Regions from separate parts of the Zea mays genome. Here all the other regions are linked to region 3. The links are chromatin contacts, called in public Hi-C maps. All regions are on one chromosome and are shown on one strand. Each heading gives the region's core, a stretch centred on a gene start, on an enhancer-like site or on the middle of the called end of the contact. The rest is flanking DNA. Distances are from core to core; before and after follow the strand shown. Region 1 holds the start of LOC100281215 (phospholipase A2, group IVB). Region 2 holds the start of LOC100304023. Region 3 holds the start of LOC100383391.

Region 1 (4,375 bases), core at 1,208-3,707, 360 kb after region 3:
TTCAACAGAGAAAGTATAACAATTAACTTTATCTAATCTATTCAATATATGAAATATGAAATAGAGAAAGGAGAGAGAAGAGAGAGCTTGCCTCTCGTGCAAACAACAGACTGGTACAGTGAACCTATATATAGTGGTGCGCCTAGATAGAATTATGTATGAGGAGTAATAGGAAAGAGAATAGAGAACATGATACCATATAATAATAATATTTTTTTACATAAATAGATGTTAACTATTGTATACTAACACTTGACTCTATTACTGACCCTGCTCTCATGAAAAGCAGATCTTAAACATTAAATGATGCCTCTTGTACGTTAAATGCTAGTATTAATTCTTCTCCCTAACCTGGTTAATAACACAACTTGTCCAGTGGCATGCATGTGACACTAGATTCTCATCTCGTTGGATCTGTAATCAGGTACACATGTTGTTCCTTGTAATGCTCTCCTAATGTACTATATTTCCTTTCAAATAAACAAGGATTAAAGCGTCTGTGCGCAACAGAGGTAAAAATAACTGTGATTGTAAGTAAATGTAAGAAAATTTTACTCTTGTTAAACCAAAAAAATAGACCAACATAACAGGAACAAGACGATAAGCATCCAAAGAGGACTCAAACTTGAGTGGTTCAGTGGTTAGATGATCACACCTTTCAACAAACCAGTTCAGTTAGACCCACTTCCAAAAAAAAAAGACTAATGTAAGAGGATTTGTGTGGGTTTTAACTTTTAAATGAGCGCCCAGATTTGATACGAAGAGAACTTGAACCTGGGTGACTGGTGCATGACTGCACGTCTGCACCTTCCACATCCAACCAATTGAGCCAGCATGTTATTTTCAAATGTGAATTAACTACATTGTATTACTAAGGAATTCTTGATCCTTACATCTATCTTTAAGAAAAGTTAAGGTTCCTTTTTAAATTTTGTGTTACCCAGAACAGCCGACCAGTAATTCCAGAAGACAACGGAATTACTCCCTCTATCCAAATTAGTGATGGTATATACGAAAACATATTCAGATACACAATACAGTACCAAATAAGCAGGTCGTATTTCCTTGTGGACATAATAAAAGTGATTTTGCTGTTGTAAACAGTTGTGACTTTGATTAAAGTGGGAGAAATGCGACCTAGAAGACAAAAGGCGTGCAAAGCGTCCTTGGAACATATGGAAAGCTCTAGGCCTTCGATCAGTTCCCTTATTTCTTTCTTCTGATTATAATGTTACCAAAATTCACAAAAACAATAGTTCAATACTCCCCACCCCCCACCCCACCCCCAACGAGCCTAGAAACGAAGGTTTTTGACGTATGAGCAGATGTAGTTAAAGGATCTTAAAATGAATTGTTTTACACTCATTCGTATAACTCACACTCTAAATACACAAACAACCAAATAAAATCTTTGATAAAATTAATGTATGCAGTGATGTAGGATAAGACGATGCGCTAACCGATCAGACGGATCGTGAACAAACGCTGCACCGACACGTCGGCCAGGCGTAGTAACCACTTGCGTGCGATGACCGGACGCGGTCACTGCAAGCAGGTATGCTATGGCCGTGAGTGAGGCCATAACCAATCACAAGCAGAGATTCCCATAGCCTTTTGCAAACAAATGGACGAAACCAAAAAAAAACACTGTATATAGTTTCCAGTGCCTGATAAGACGGCGTGTGCCGTGTGGTGTACTACGCAATTACCCACATGGGCGGATTTACGCATACGCCCTCCTCGCCATGTCGAAATGTCGAGACCAAACAAGAGTTCTCGCACCAATGATGCAGCTATTAATAATCTATACGCTTAGCCGTTTCGGGTTATTCGTAGCAGCAGGTCAACTAGCTAGGGAGACGGTGTCAAAGCTAATTAAGCATATGCAATGTGAGGGAATGCTTTTGCTTCGTCAACCCGTAGTAGTTGGAATAGTAAGGTTTTAGTACTCTTACCCGCCAAAAAAAGAAGAGTTCAGTACTCATCGTCAGTAACAGGGTCTTGCATGGAGCCGTTGACATGTTTGGCAAGACAGAGAGATCTAGTCCTGTTTGGGAGCTGCTGTTCAAGTTGACATGTAGTAGTTAGTCTCAGTGATTTCATGCTTACTTGCCTCTCTGATCTTCACCGCATGATGAGTTCTAAGACTTGTGATAGACATATTTAGAGCTTACTTCCAGTGTATATATGCTGTCCCGGTAGAAATATTTCTTTCAAAATTAACAGTGTATTCAACTGGAGAAGCCCTCTTTCAGGCCTTCTTCTATTGTAGGCATAAATAAGCAAATGGCCCAATCAGCAATCTACTGTGGACACAAACACAAAAAAGGCCCATGTCATAGGCTACTTCAAGCCCAACAAATCCCAAAATCGGGAACATCCACCTGCCCAGGCCCAAGCCCAAGCTCCTTAAGCTTAACCCCAACAACGCGCCTTCCCCCAGAACCGCTTTGCCGCGCATCGTGCCGCGGTGCCGCCGCCGCCGTTGCCTGAATTGGCAAAACCAACGAGCAGTCAGAGCGGAAGCCGCCGCGGCGCCCGCCACCAAAGCCAATGGAGCCCGCGCTGCGCGAGCTGTGGGCGGAGTCCCGGGACCTGTTGGGCCTCCCTTCCTCTTCTCAGGACGCCACCGCCGTGCCGCGCGTCAGCCTGCCCCCGACGCCGCTCGCGTTCCTCCGCGACCACGTCTCCCCGGGCCGCCCGCTCCTCGTCTCCGCCGCGGCCACTCGCCACTGGCCCGCCGCGTCGCTCTGGCCCACCGCCTCCTACCTCACCGACGCACTCCGCTCCACCGCCGTCTCCCTCCACCTCACCCCCGACGGGCGCGCCGATGCGCTTGCCTCGCACCCGCACCCACGGCGACCCGGGTCCTCGAGGTGCTTTGCGTCCGCGCACGTCCGCCGTGTCGACTTCCCTACCGCGGTCCGGCTTATCAGGGGATCCGACCCGGCCGCCGGCCTGGTAGCGTACGCGCAGCAGCAGGACGACTGCCTCCGCGGGGAGTACGCGGCGGTCGCCGGTGACGTGGACGCGCACGTGCCGTGGGCCACCGAGGCGCTCGGCTGCCTCCCCGAGGCCGTCAACCTCTGGATAGGCAACGCCCACTCCGTCACCTCCTTCCACAAGGACCACTACGACAACATTTACGTCGTTCTGTCCGGCGAGAAGCACTTCCTCCTGCTGCCCCCCACCGAGCACCACCGTCTCTACGTCCGCGACTACCCCGCCGCCCGCTACGTTGCCACGGAGCAGAGCTCCGAGGGGGGGCGCCAGTTGAGGCTTAAGCTGGAGATGGAAGTGCCCGAGAGGATCGTTCCCTGGAGCAGCGTCGACCCGTGCCCGGCGTCGCCCGAGGAGTTGGCCGTGCAGGCGTCGTCGTTTCCGCTCTACTTTGACGGGCCGGCGCCGATACGGTGCACGGTCCGGGCCGGCGAGATGCTCTACCTGCCAAGCATGTGGTTTCACCATGTCAGCCAGAGTCCAGGGCCGAACGGGCTCACCATTGCCGTGAACTACTGGTACGACATGCAGTTTGACATCAAGTATGCTTACTTCAACTTCTTGAGGTCGCTGGAGATCAATGGTTGTTCATCGGGCAAACCTGATGCTTCGGAAGGTGATCTAGAGGAGAAGAAAGATTGAGGTGGCGGACAGTGACTTTGATTACCCCTGGTTTCCGCTGAGCATCACGATGCTGTGCCGGGCTGGGTTTCTCGCGGCCACTGTCTAACAGAGTAACAGCTCTTCGAGCATAACGAGGTGTTGCTAGACACATGGAAACCAATTAATCGGCCATGTATGTTTGCACAACGTTTGCAGGTGCCAATTGGCCTATCAGACCCAATGTGGTTGCAATGCATTGTCAAAGTTTGGTGGCATTCACAGAGAACATGAATTTTGTTTTGAATTCAGTCCATGGGTTCCTGATCGTCTTTGTTTCTAGCGATGATTCTTGATATGCTGGAGGCCTGATTTATAGCTTGTGCAAATCAGCATCATTCACTGGAAGGATGGATTGTCCTCGTAGAAATCTGAATGCCAGATAAAGAACTGCGTGGCGTGGATAAAGAACTTTATCATCATGGGTGAGACGCTACCTTTAAAGGTTGGATAAAATTGAGGTCGGACAGCGATTAATCCATAAGGTTGGAACTTGAAAACCAAGATGAGGCTATCTAGTCAAGGGAGTCTCCGGCGTGGAAGAAGTGGGAGAGGGGGCAGAGTTTCACTTCTGTCCATGTGTTGATGGTCAGACTTCGTTGTTGTTGTGAGTTGTGACTTGTGAGAGCCGGCACCCATACCAATCTGGTTCCTGTGCTTGTTATAGTGTGCCTTTGCTTATTTGGGTTTCTTCCGTACGGAAGTACGAATTCCT
Region 2 (4,170 bases), core at 1,085-3,584, 340 kb after region 3:
CCGGTGGCAGTAACGTAATCACACGTGCATGTAGCTGCATTGAGCTGGCTGCTGAGTGCTGATCTGACACTCCGATTACCAGTGAACGGCTGGTGGGCTATTCTAGTTGATCCGTTACCGAGCCAAAGCACGCCATCGATATTTTTTTCCTCTAGTTTTCATTTTATAAAGCTGGCATACATTTGTAAGCTCTCTTGTAGAAGCATTCTACCAGTTTCCAGCCGATTCTCGAACGTGTTTTGCTAGGGACTGAAGCTCATGTGAACCATGGCAATGGCAGTTGTTTTCTGATGAATGGACGGGCCAATGCTTCCCTGCCCTGCGCTGGGCATCTGGAACTGAAATTCTGAACCACAACCGTATCTTGATTGTGTTCCGGAATTCTGAATCACAACCATCTAGTTTGGGGCCTGGAATCAGACATGTGTGTGAGCGTGTCCAGTTGAACTGAACGCACGCTGGTGCGTTGGACACCTCTCCTCTTCGCTCCGGACCTCCGGGATGCTTTGCGCGAACCGCAGCCGCAGCCGCAGGACAGGAAGCACGTTACTGACTGACATGCTGTCATGGACCGTCATGGAGTAGTATGTCCTTAGCGAATCGCCATGGGCCATGACCGAGCGAGCCTACCCGAGACCGTCGGCAAAGATAGCAAGTCGGCACCGAATCGGCTGCCGGTGCCAGGTGATGGAGACCATTGACAGAACAGGCTCACTGGTCACTAGCTCCGGCGGACCACGTAATAGTCGCATGAGCGTCCTATCCTATAGATGCGCCGTTGAGACCAATGACCCGGCTTGACGACATGTTGGAATGTTTGTGTAGGACCGAGCTGCTCCTAGTCCTAGACCTAGGGTGGATCCGGCGTTCTGCAACGCTGGCTGCTCCACTTTACAGTTTACACAAAGCTTTGCAGGTTTGCTGATGAACGACTGGCTCTATTATTATATAAAGAAGATCGTATCATCACACAATGACACAAACAGAATGCAGGGAACGTAACCAAAGAAGACGACCCATACCATACCCAAACTGCCATGCATGAGAATAGATAGACAGAAAGAACAGGAACCAACCAACACAAGACACAACAAGCTGCAGCAGCGGCAGGCATGGGGCACCGCGCCACTGACACCGGGCCCCACCACCATTACCACCCGACGCACACTTTATTTAGCCCACGTCACTCGCAGCCCGCACCGGACACGTCCACGCGACAGTCACTGCTAGCTACGTACCGGGCTACGTACGAGACACACACACACACAGAGAGAGACGCCAGTAATAACCGTAGCGTACTGAACAGCAAAATCCCGTGTCATACTGCCATGTACGCGCGCGAGCGACTACCCCGCCACGCGCGCACGCCGATCCCCTGGGCCCTGGCCGCCGCCGCTGCGTGCGCACGGCCTCACTCGCTGGCCTTCTCGGGCTCCTCAGGAGCAGCAACCTCCTCCGCCTCGGCGGCCGGCTCCTGGGGACCAGCAGGAGCAGGAGCCTCCGGCTCGTCCGCGGCGAGCTCCTCGGGAGCAGCAGCCTCTGCCTCGGCGACCGGCTCGGCCGCGGCGGGCTCCTCGGCACCAGCAGGAGGAGCAGCAGCAGCCTCCTCCTCGGCGGCTGCCTCCTGCTCGGCCGCGGGAGTCTCCTCGGGACCAGCAGGAGCAGCAGCCTCAGCCTCGGCGGCCGGATCGGCCGCCGCGGGCTCCTCGGCACCAGCAGGAGCAGCGGCCTCGGGCTCGGCGGCTGCCTGCTGCTCGGCCGCGGGAAGCTCCTCGGGATCAGCAGGAGCAGCAGCCTCAGCCTCGGCCTCGGCCTCGGCCTCGGCGGGGGCAGACTCCTCGGGCACGACGGCCGGCGGCGGGGTCTCCACCACGGGCGCTTCCTCGGCCGCCACGACGGTCGGGGTCTGGACCTGCACACGTGAACGGCGCGTAAAAATCAAAGCATATACTCCTACATCTTAGCGCCACACTTAATAGTAGCGTCCTCCATTTGTTAACATAGGATAGGATCCGCACGTCCATCGCTGTACGTCTCATCGAAGATGAGCGATCGACCCGACGGATCATCGATGAGACAGAGACCATTATTCATATATATAGGTATTATTCGGATCCAAACGATCCGTGCACATCAACACATGTATGTATATATGAATCGAAGACTAAGATCGATCGATCGAGCTACCTCGGCAGTGGCCATTGGTGGCGATGAGAAGGCTGATGGCTACACGAAGGAGTGGCGCGGCTAGCTAGAGCCTAGAGCTAAGAGCCTAAGACTGAGTGAAGGGTGGAGCTGCAAGAGTGAGCGACCAGCTGAGAGTGAGATCGATCGAGCTTGGTTGTGTGAGGCAAATGCCGTGAGACCCGGGACGCTATATATAGAAGAGGAGAGGACCGGGCGCGGCGAGGCCAGAACGGGGAGAACGCAAGGGCTAAGCGCAGTCTGCCGGGTGGGTTTTTTTTTTCTCTCTCTCTCTCTCTTTTGTTAAATCCCCGGCCCCTTGATCTGTCGCTCGTATCATGATCATGACTGGGAATCTTGAGGAGCTGTACAGGTACACACATGAACATGCCACGCAGTGCAACCAAAAGGTGGCCATGAGTCACCCTCATGCGTGACACATGGGAAGGGTCCAAAGCGGGCGGTGTGTGTGCACGGCGTCTTGGTCTTGGTCCTGGTCCTTTCACGCAGCACCAGCGGCGCGTGAGGTGAATCTGTGGGAGAGACGGTCGATTACAGACCGATGGATGCTGTGTGGTTTTTGCATGCATCTCTCTCCAGGTCCAGGCTCCAGCATGTGTGTCCGTGGAGACAACAAGCGCGCGTACCTTTTGGGAGCGGAGCTGTAGAGGCTTCATTGCATGTGCGTCGCACGCTGGCTCGCTGCGCTGGGCTGCGCCTCATTGTTGCTGCACGCTGTACGCCGTCCTTGGCGTCGTCCGTAGTTAAATTGAGCCAAATTAAAAATCAGCGAGGGGACATTTCGGCAGCTTTGGTTACGTACGGGGAAGAGATTGTTGATTCGCGTTTTAATTTGGTCGTACGTACGAGATTATTAGAGGCGCGCGGCAAAGGAAGACAGCAGGGGGCCCGGTTGTCGGGTTAGCTGTGGCCGGTGAATGTGCCTCCTTTCCACTGTATCTGTATGACATTGAGCCTACTACTATCATGTGGTTTTGGAATTCGGCGGAGGGGCTAGATCAGCAAAGTTATTAGCTAAGTCTATAGCTAACCTCTCCTTTTTTTTGGACGCTGGATCTATTGCAATAATAGTATAATTTTGTTTCTTTTCTTGCGTCCCTTCTGGTGTGACGTGTGAGGTGTCGATTCGAACTTCGAGGTTGCCTATTTACACGCTGTTTTGTGATATGGGTGCACAACTGCACGTCACCAAAAAGCAACGGTCCAGAGTCCAGACCAGTGCGATTAATCGACAAAGAAAAAAGGCTTGTTTTCTGTGTTACCTAGTCGATTATATACACGGTGAGAATTAGAATTGCATCTCGAATTAGTCATCAAGGACAAGGCTATATGTGCCACGATGGGATAATAATCGGGTCATGATATTGAACCCTACCTCCTCGTCGTTGGCTGAACTGGACGAACGTACGTACGCAAAATACTATGGAGTATTCGCGAGTTTTTTCTTTTCTCGTTTTAACAATTATGTCTTTTTTTGGAAATCAGGAGGGGGCTGCTACTGTAATTTTTTTATATTAAGGTGTTCGAACATAGATATAGCGAGAATTATGTTACAGCTTGATGAGAGAGTATAGATGATGAATAGGGAGAGTAAATCTACGCAAATGTACTAGCTGCTTAATAGGAGGAGCTTCAACAAGTAATTTTATGACATCCTTTTATTATTATTATTGTTGTTGTTGTTGTCGTCGTTGTTGTTATTAGCAAATATTTTCCTTGAGAATATATAATTTCTGTCATTGGCTCTAATATATCTTGAAATTGAACACTTTACCGTAGTTCAATCATATTGGTGCGGCCTTGAGTTCGACAATGACAAAGCCATAAATTATACTACTTCCGTTCTCCAATATTTATCGTATGCTAGTTCATTTTTAACTAAACCGCGACAAATAAAAAAGAACAGAGAAAGTATTTAATCCATCATTTAAAACGGTAATACCTCTTATCCTTATCCTTGTGTCT
Region 3 (4,261 bases), core at 1,268-3,767:
AATCATTTGCGTACAAATCTCTCTTCTAACTCGGACCTGAAGCAAGGAATACGATCAACACAATACAACCTCATTTTCTTCCTGAGGCAACGAATTTGACAAACTGTACAGCCTGAACGTTCTACAACTGCTACTAGACTAACGTCCAAGTTCCTACATTTTCGAATCCATGCCAAAAACCAGAGAACCTGCATAACACAGAAGATAAGAAATCAGCAACAAAGCTTCTCTACCGACCGAGTCTGCTATGATCGCGCAGTGCAGGAATTTGCAGGTTTTATGTACTTTACCTAGAGTTGGCAGTAGTATCGTGAGAGCTGCAACGCCGACGAGTTTGATTGGCATGCCAGTGACCACCATGTCCCTGATGGTGATGTACCCGGTGCCGAACCCGACGACGTTCCCCGGCGTCGCGGTGGGCAGCAGGAACGACAGCTGCGCGCCGACGGTGCCGGGGACCATGAGAAGCAGCGGGTGCACGCCGATGGACTTGCCCAGCTCGGCGAGCAGCGGCAGCACCAGCGTGGTGGTGGCGTCGTCGGAGGTGAACTCCGTGATGAGGCCGCTGAAGACGCAGGCCACGGGCGCGATGGCCAGCGCCGGCGCGCCCTTCAGGAAACCCAGCCCCGAGGAGAGGATGTCCGTGAGGCCGCTCGACCTGAACCCGTCGGCGATGGCGAAGCCCGCGCCCAGGAGCAGGATGATGTGCCACTGCAGCTTCCGGCACTTGCCCCAGTCCATGAGCTTCTCGCCGCCGCTCTTGCCGCTCGGGATGATGAACAGCAGCGTCGTCATCATGATCTAGGTATAGAATGCTGTCCCGTGAGGCCCACGCGGCGAATCGTCGCTGAGAAATGGTCCGAGGACCGAGGGTGCGGGTTTTTGTGTACTTACAGTGACGGTTCCGTCCCCGACTCTGCCGTCGAAGAGGACCGCCCACCCAGGGATGTCGTCCGTCAGGCTCCTGGTCATCCATAGGACGATGAGAGCCTGCAAGAATTGGCCAGTGATCGTTTGAGACTCATGCTATCCAAAACCTGAACTGCCACAGAAACCACGAGCGCGACCTACCCCGAAAACGGCCAAAACCATCTTCTCTGCAAACGCCATTGGACCTGTCACAAATCAAGATGGAGACCCCATCAGAGAACTGAAATAAACGACCAGCACTAGACGTTTGTGCTTCAGAATAACTGTCAAAGGAAGCACTTTCATGCCATTGTGAAGTTCATTTTCTAATATTCCAGAGACCGCCGCCAGAAGGAGGGAAAAAAAGAAACCTACCCATCAAGCTGAGCTCTCTTCTGAGGTCATTCCTGTCGAGGTAAGCGGAGAGCACCCTCCCCGTGTTCTTGGTGCAGTACCTGAGGCAGAGCGTGACCCAGAGCGCCGCGAACAGGACGAGCGTCATGGGGAGGCCGAAGCACATCCAGGAGCTGAAGGTGATGGGGCGCTGCTCCGGGAAGTAGGTGGACCACATCCCCACCAGGATGATGTTGGCGCCCGTGCCCGTCAGCGTGGCCATCCCGCCGATGGTGGACGCGTACATGATGCCGAGCACCAGCGCCTTGGAGAACCGCTGGAGCTCCCGGGCGTCGGCCCCGCCCTCCAGCTGCTGGTCGCGCGGGAACCGCTGCAGGATCCCCGTCGCCACCTGGATCATCATGACGGTGCACGGCGTGTTGTGGATCCACATGCTGATGAACACGGTCGTGCCGCAGATGCCGAGGAGCAGCAGGTGCGGCTTCACCGGGTCACCGCAGAACAGGGACGTGATCTGCGTTCGCGTCGGAACGAGCTACACAACGTTAGTCTTTTTGTTTTGTTTTCTTGTGCCTTTTGTGTTTTTGGCCGCGTTCGAAACTTCGGTGGCGGCGCGTGCGCGGGCACGTAACATACGTACGTTGAGGGCAAGGCGGCGGTGGATGCCGTAGTGCTCGATGGCGAGCGCGAGGATGAAGCTCCCGAGGACGAGGGAGATGACGTCGTCCATGTAGGCCTTGGCGACGGCGTCGGCGGAGGATACGCCGAACGCGGGGAAGAGGAACAGCGGCGCCATGGACGCGACGCCGAGCGGCACGGCGTCCGTGATCCACCACAGGAACACCCACGCCAGCACCCCGAGCATGTTGCGCGCCGCCGGGTGGCCGCCGAAGTCTCCCAGCGCGCAGATCACCGCGCACGCCAGCGGGCCCGACGCGACGGCCAGGTACTTGTTGGTGGTGAGCAGGGACCCGAGCCCGGAGCAAGAGCAGCGTCCCGCAGGCCTGTCGTCGTGCACGGGCAGCAGCGGCCTCGTCACGTCCTCCGTCGAGCTCTCCCAGCATGCGCGTCGCGGATCCATGGCACGACAGAACTCGTCGGAAACCAGCCGTGCCCGTTCGATTGCTTGCTTTGTTGAGGTCTTGAGGAGTGAGGTTTGCTGGCTGCTTCTATAGGCGCGGGAAACTGGGAGAACACACAAACACGGCTGCCACGGTAATAACGAAAAGTAATACTACACGGCAGTGAGTTGCGTTCATCCCGTGCATGTACACGTAGGCACAATGGCTATATATACCCGAGAAGTTTCTAAAAAAAACTCAGATGCAGGTCCAACCGTGCAAGCGTCCCAGTGGAACGTTCCAACCCTGACGCGTCATCGACGTGCCATGTCAGATATTAAGATAGTGTTTGAATGCACCGTAGCTAATAGCTAGACCCTGTTTAGATTTTATAGAGCTAATAGTTAGCTAGCTAATAAATTATTATATGGTTAAGTCAGCTAATGAACTAATTTTTTGGTGTGAAGTAGCTAACAATTAGCTGATAGTGTTTAGAATCCAATAACTAATTTTTAATAGCTAACTATTAATTTTAGAGGTTTCAAACTAGACCTTAGTTGGCTAAAAAATTGCTAGTGGAATTAGCTAGCTAACTATTAACTAATTTACTAAAAAATAACTAATAGCTGATCTATTAGCTAGGATTTTTAGATGTATCTATCAAAATTTAGCAGCTAATTATTAGCTATATTTCATTCAAACACCCTCTAAGTAATATTCTCTCTGCTCTTTTTTATTTGTGACGGTTTAGTTCGAAAATGAACTAGCGGACTACAAATATTTGAGAACGGAGTTAGTACCCAACTGAGGTCAGACTCTATTTGCAATTATGCATGATCTGATCTCTCTGTTTTTTCTCATCGGGCACCAGGCACCGGATAATATGTTAGCGAGAGCGGCGCGGTGCCAAGTTGGCGTCCAGATAAGCACGGTCCCTGGCCCAGAAACCGGATAAGACATGCGGTCGGCCCGTCGATGCCGACGCAATGACGCATATCCGCTCGCATCGCATGGCCTCCCTCGCCTGGCGCCCCCGCCTGATCCAGCCCTTGCCGGACTGAAGAGGCGGCAGCGGTTGGTGCACGGGGCGACCTGCCCGCGCGCGGCCTCACAGCGACAAGCCTTCACCTGCACCTGCAGGCCGCCGCGACAGGTCGGCCGACGGCCGGCATTTCCCCGACCCGGACACGTACTTTTTTCCACGGACGGGACGACGCGCGCCATACTATCCAACGCACGCGACGACGTGGCGGGGCGGCGTCGTGCTGTTCGTGGACCGACGGGCGCGGCGGGGCGGTGGAACATGCAAGGTTTCGTTTTGATGCGGTGCGTCATGCATGTGCGGCCCGGCCCGGACCCGGTCTGGTCGAACAGGTGCATGTGCATTCTCTGCCTGTTCCAACGGGCTTGACACGATGGCCTGGCCGATGTCAAGACCCATGCCCTGGGGCGCGACGACGAACTCGTTGCATGGCCCGGGACATCAGTATGTTTCTTGGTCGTTGCCGCTGGGGGGCAGTCAGTCTTGCGTTACACCTGGGTTGCTTGCGACTTGCGATCGAGCGTGTTTTTTCCAGTTGCGTGGCTCAGGTATTCTTGTTGCACTTGCACATGCATGCCGTCAGGCGCCGCGCCACCAAGCAAGAGTCGTGTCGCGTCACGGCACACAGATACTGACATGGAAATGTCATCGACGCTTCGGTGTACGTTACAGGCAGGCCTGACTTTGTCCGGCAATCCGTAATTAACTTGTGGCAGCAGGCGCATGCACACGCGACACGCCGCGAGCTGCAGGTTGTTTCCATCTGGCCAGCCAACATGGTTGCTTGCCTACTGCATGACGTCAAAATGCTGAATGAGGCCTGGCCTCCGCTGGTTCTCTTTCGGATGATCCATCGCTCCTTCTCCTTGGTGCTCGACACTTGTGAGGATCCAAC

Evidence for each region. A called contact is a pair of places that touch in the nucleus more often than the background predicts.
Region 1: a contact with region 3 is called in a Hi-C map of ear, with 4 times the contacts expected there. The contact joins the promoter of LOC100281215 here to the promoter of LOC100383391 in region 3. A contact is called at or near these places in 3 of 25 Hi-C or Micro-C datasets (bundle sheath, ear and tassel).
Region 2: a contact with region 3 is called in a Hi-C map of seedling, with 5 times the contacts expected there. The contact joins the promoter of LOC100304023 here to the promoter of LOC100383391 in region 3. A contact is called at or near these places in 2 of 25 Hi-C or Micro-C datasets (leaf and seedling).

The regions. Positions count from the first base shown.
Region 1 is chr7:137,512,915-137,517,289 of Zm-B73-REFERENCE-NAM-5.0, reverse strand. It overlaps LOC100281215 (phospholipase A2, group IVB), which reads left to right and starts at 2,457. Exons shown (of 1, transcript NM_001154134.2): 1 at 2,457-4,375. The coding sequence starts at 2,554. The coding sequence ends at 3,642.
Region 2 is chr7:137,530,545-137,534,714 of Zm-B73-REFERENCE-NAM-5.0, reverse strand. LOC100304023 reads right to left here and starts at 2,334. Exons shown (of 2, transcript NM_001372410.1): 1 at 2,188-2,334; 2 at 923-1,912. The coding sequence starts at 2,202. The coding sequence ends at 1,412.
Region 3 is chr7:137,874,582-137,878,842 of Zm-B73-REFERENCE-NAM-5.0, reverse strand. LOC100383391 reads right to left here and starts at 2,517. Exons shown (of 6, transcript NM_001176046.1): 1 at 1,904-2,517; 2 at 1,285-1,777; 3 at 1,072-1,115; 4 at 895-990; 5 at 291-801; 6 at 1-188. The coding sequence starts at 2,344. The coding sequence ends at 154.